Linked DNA regions of Xenopus laevis: region 2 is linked to region 1. Evidence: chromatin contacts called from public Hi-C data. All regions are on one chromosome and are shown on one strand. The core of a region is the stretch at or near the end of the contact, and the rest is flanking DNA. Distances in the headings are between cores, read along the strand shown.

Region 1 (2,681 bases), core at 105-2,604:
TCTAGTGACAATGCCTGCAGTGTTATCTTTGCTTCATATGGAAATGTGCCATAGAAATATGTTTCTTTCTGCCACACGGTGGCGTAACCACTAGGGGTGCAATCACACTCCCTTGGGGCCCACTGGAGCTGTGCAGAATGGAAGAGGGGTGTCACGTGTGCATCCAGAGGTGGGGGGAGCACGAGCCATACCTACACTGCTATCGTTTTATGGGATCTCTTTGTACAGGCTATGAGTAAACTCTGGGGGACTGTCCCTGCTGAATTATGCTTAGTACAGAGGAATACCTATACTGTCATAGTTTTATTATGGTATGTCTCTGTACAGGCTATGAGTAAACTTAGGGTCTGTTCCTGCTGAATTGTGCTTAGTACAGGGGAATACCTATGCTGCCATAGTTTAATGGGATCTCTCTGTACAGGCTATGAGCAAACTTAGGGGTCTGTTCCTGCTAAATTGGAAGCTTAGGCAAAACTGAAACTGCAACATCTTCATTGAAGCTGAAGGAATATATAATGAGAAATTAATGAATTATACATTCTGCGATGAATATATTCATTATAAAAGCAGAAGTATGAACAGAATGATGTATAACGACCCATGCATCTGGCACATATATGCAGCCCACCTTGTGGCTGAAATGAATGTTATGCTCATTATAAACACCTTGGAAGTTTCAGAAGCCAAGAAAAGCATCTCCCCAGTAAGTGCTGATGCAGGAGAAGACAGGGATCGTCCCTTCTGACCATTGATAGCAGCCGGATTATGATGAATGGTCTGTGAATGGAAATCTCCCACCTGTCGGGAAGGTTTTGCTGTGCGCCAGTCAGAAGGAATGCATGTAAAAGGAGGGGACAGAGGCACAATCTGGCTCCCCTCCATCAAAATTTTCCTAATCATTAGCTTCAGTTCAGAGAAGAGTCTCCATTCCCGACTATATCAATCTCTCGGATGTCCCTGTCCAACCAAAAGCCCATTATGACTTTAAGCCTATTTGTACAGTATGTCAGCGTGATTTAACAAAACATCCATATAGAACGCTCATTATATGCTTCTGTGGCAGATATGCAGGTTTAAGTACAGGCAGCCAAGCTCCTGGGGCCCCAAAAATAGCTTTGCCCCTCATGATATTTTACCATATTCTAATTCAAGCAAACCCACCAGCCAAGCAGAATAGTAACCAGCTATAAATACACAAAAGGCAAAGTTCTTGTGTAGCTTGCTCTATAAGAAATAATGCTTCCCATTTCCTGCCACTGCTCACACTGAAAGAAGAATTCCCATAGTGTAGTATTCCCACAGTTTAGACAGGGCACAGCCTTTTCTTCTGCCCAATATGAGCAGAACTTGCCCTTTAAACCAGAAAGTCTACATCTTAATGGGGATTTCTACCCCCAAAACAGTTTTTTAACCTAAAATGTAGCTCTGTGCAATTTCCCAATATACATTCATTCATTGTTTTCATTGGAGTTTAAGTTATTTATAAATATAAATGCTATTTTAAGCTGTGTCTATCCCTTTTTAGTTGTCTGGGTCCGACTATTTGAAAAATGTAGCAGAAGTCAATTCTCCTCCGAGTCGGCTTTCTTCTGCAGCGTTGATTCCATAGTGAGAATGTGTAATGAATGTATATTGGGAAGTTGCTTAGCGTGACATTTTCTGTCATTATGCAGAATGAGCAGCCACTTGCCCTTGGTTGTTTATTTTCTGCCACTGAAACCCTCTGCAGCTGATAAATATGTAGGGAGTCGGGTCTGGCAGTGATTTACAGTAAGTGGGCCCTTTGCATAACACAGGTTAAATCAGCCTTTCCCACTCATTTAACCCCTCACTCCTTCCTGACCTCCCCTTATCTGATGGTGGGTTAGAGAAGCTGCCACAAGGTTAATAGCTCAGCAGTCAGAAGGAAGCAAAGAAGGTCACCCTCTTACCCAGGTTTCACAGGTGACCTCTGGCTTTCTAATGAGAACATCAATGCCCTACATCTACATGAATCCTGTAGGGGGCGCTGCTGTGCAGTCTTATCCCTGGGGAAAAGATTTGCTCAGATACAGTGGGGAAGCGTGGGACAGGGACATTTCTTTCACAACCTTTCTATTTATTGTGTTGCTTTTCCTAACAGACTAACTGGTACCCACACGTCCTGTCCCCATCTTGCCCCCTACTGTCCCCATCTTGCTCTACAATACGGATTGTGCCTCCCTCAGTGGCATTTGCCCTTCCACCCCACAAAGACAGCTTTTCCATTGCAGGAGTATATTTGCTGACCTTCTCCATCTGAAAGAAGACCCCCCCCCCCCCGGAAACAAGCTGTGCGCCAGTAATTATACCAATGGCATAGGTTGGCACTGCTGAGCTAATAAGCCTGTGTAAGTATCGGTATTTGGATATATTTAGCCTAGTGCAGATAGAGGGGTTCATGGGCACAGAGGGTATCATTGTCTATAGTGGGCACTGTGTTCTATGCAGTCCATGTTACTGGATGGCAGCCTTTAGGCAGGTTGTACTAACTGTCTGGTGAAACTAAGCAAGCCTTCTGCAAGTATCCATGGCCACCAGAGGGCATTGTTTCCCGCGGTCTATGGATAATGTTTAACTGAAGCAGTATGGCAGCTCAACCTCATCGGGTAAATGAATATACACCAGTAAAAGTGTTGATGAGATTGCTCTGTCTGAGTGTT
Region 2 (2,681 bases), core at 66-2,565, 33 kb after region 1:
AAAGGGTAAACTGGAATTCCAGTTGGCCAGCAGGCAGTCCCCTCTTATTACCCCTGTTACAAATAACTGGCTCACCCAAAATAATGTGCAAGGGTCACTTATGGGCAGAATTGAGAAGAAACTGCCACCTGTTAATCCCTTTTGTTCCCAGAATAAATTGCTTTATGGCCGTTGGGATGAATTGGGAAGCAGGCATAAGGCACAGATCTCTAACACCTTTCAGGCAGATGGGAGGCTCACATCCATTTGGATAAGACTCTCTCTTTTTTTAAATATTTGAAATCCAGTCCAGTCCGGAGTCTGACCCATTTAGCACTCTGCTCACTAAGGGGGGTTCCTAGGTCATAGGAAGCTGCTTAATTAGGTAAGTGATTTCATTAATATGTAAGGAAACACTAGGCACCCATAACCCCAGCTGGGAATCGGGCCCTTGATGCCTACATTAGAAAAGCTGCGGACACTGACAGATGGGAAAATTTAAAGTATGTGAAGCTACACATTGGCGTTTGGCACATCCATTATCCATAAATTAACTTTTGCCTAATGAACGATGATCTCATTGTAAGCAAATCCCAGTATCCATTCATGCCTCATTCTCACCGGGTTTAAGGTTATGTGCTGATGGTTCTGACTCCTGCAACAATGCTTCTTCGTGCATAACTTCTGCTACACTGTCTCATGCCGTCGTAGTTACATTTACACCGAACGTTAAAATCATTAAATATAAATAAAGCAATGGAAAGCAATGGAAGGGGAAGTAAAGACGAATCACAAAATACTTATCTTAACAGAGTTTATTATTATGGGAGTGCTTAGGTTCCATGAGCTTCTCAGCTGCTGCAGCACTCTTGGGGAAACTCTATATGGTGGAGACTTTACTCAGGCTATAAGTTTTGTGGATAGTTGCCCTAGGCTTCAGGTTAGCAGGGTTCATAAATTTCCTCATTCTTTTCTTTTTTTACTGGAAACCAGTTGAATTTAATCAGAGAGAGACTGGTACCTCCTTGTGGCCAGATCTAGGGCTTTGCTTTCCCTTTAAAGATGCTCCTGTCCTCTCAGTATTATCTTGCTCAGCTCAGATATTGGGGGGGTTCTTAGCCCAGAATCCCAGTTTGACCCTTCCATTCTGCCCCTCTCAGCTGATCGGTGAAAAGGGGGGACAGCAGTGCGGGTCAGGTGGGATAAATTCCATATGATGTCAGGGAAAGCCCGGTCCTGCATCCAATTGGAAGAGGGAAGGGGGGCTTTCCTCCTTGCATGTGGGGGATGGGATCCCCGGGAACTGCCTGTCACTTTCAGATCAATGTATATTTCAGATTGCACAAGCAAAGTGCAAAGAGGCCATTTCCCAAATGCACCGAGGCTGTCTGTGCCCTTACAGAGGCACACGTGGGATTTAAAGGGATCCACAGCAAGAAAGATTAACCTCTTTGTGTCTGCCTTAACTGGAGCCTTCCCTTTGGAGTATCGGTGAGTGAGATGGAAATTGCATGTAGGAATCAGCCCTGGATAACTACAATTCCCAGCATTCTCTGCCAAGTTTCTTTCTCTTTTCTCTGTCTGCAATCAAAGTGCCTCTCTTGTATGGGATTAGTCTTTCTGGCTGCCTGAAGGAAGGGATTAAAGAGGTTAAACCCTACCTTTGGAACCTTGATCCTTTGCTGCTGTCACCGGTATCAGGGAAAAAGTGCTGAGTGAGTGCTAATCTGTAGTGGAGAGAAGTTTTTTTAGAAGTTCTCTGATTGGTCTGCCCCCCCTAGTGGTGAGTCTCTGTGAGAGCAGAGCTGCACCCATACTTTGAGTACTGCACCCTATTAAGTGCTGTCAGGTATCTCATCTGTCAAACTATGCATTCTGGGCTGCGGCTTTTTTCCTGGGCGTGGCTTGGCTTGCGCATTTTTAAAGGGATTGTTTGCCTTTAAGTTAACTTTTAGTATTGGCAGTTCTTAGCAACTTTTCAATTGGTCTTCATTTTTTAGAGTTTTTAAAGGGGTGCCAGAGTTCCTGCCGGCCCATGCTTTCATATGAGCTTTGGGGGGTATTAATGAACACATTCTCCATCCAGGGAGGGAAGGGTTAAAGCTGCCAGTCCTTCCTTTATGCAACAAGCCCCCTCCTGTTCAAGAATTCATTCCTTTGCATTTGTATAAACGTCCCTATGGGAGCGCCAGCAATTACTGCTACTTTGCTGCATTTCCCAAATAATGCTCCACGCACCATAAACGTGTCTGATATCTCCAGGCCGCATCGCACAATGGATGTGTCCCCGGGGCCCCTGGGAGAGCAGAGTAGAGGGTTTACATATGTCAGAATTTAAATTTCACGCATACAGGAGTCAGACAATAACAAGATTGTGAGCACCAGGCTTGTCCGTCTCATCCCCAAATGGCAGTTTTAAGGGAAACTAGCCCCTGCTAATCATCTGGTTCATCTGGTAAGCAAATATCTTGCTTAGGTAAAAGGGGAAAGGGGGTTTAGTCATCAGTAAAGAGCAGGTTGCAATTGGCTTTATTTTGTCTTGTTTAGAAGAAAGATAATCCACTCTCAGTATTGGTTTTGTTGTTGGAAATCCCTGCCAGGCCTTTCCAGGCAAATTCACGTGTTCTCATGAGCACTGTGCATCCAGCATGGCTGCCGTGCAGGGGATTCTGGGAGCTGTAAGCACCAGAGCAGTGCTGGCA

What was found. Hi-C and Micro-C count contacts between places; a contact is called where the count stands out from the background.
Region 2: a contact with region 1 is called in a Hi-C map of the XL177 cell line, with 1.9 times the contacts expected there. The contact joins the promoter of egfl7.S here to the enhancer-like site in region 1. A contact is called at or near these places in 2 of 4 Hi-C or Micro-C datasets (the XL177 cell line and the XTC cell line).

Annotation. Positions count from the first base shown.
Region 1 is chr8S:29,372,162-29,374,842 of Xenopus_laevis_v10.1, forward strand. No RefSeq gene overlaps it. Among protein-coding and RNA genes, the nearest start is that of egfl7.S, 33 kb to the right of the region's middle. Within about 2 kb of position 1,355, at least 1 of the 7 cell types and tissues checked has an H3K27ac peak or open chromatin away from gene starts, as enhancers often do.
Region 2 is chr8S:29,405,306-29,407,986 of Xenopus_laevis_v10.1, forward strand. egfl7.S (EGF like domain multiple 7 S homeolog) reads left to right here and starts at 1,316. Exons shown (of 10, transcript NM_001086674.1): 1 at 1,316-1,470.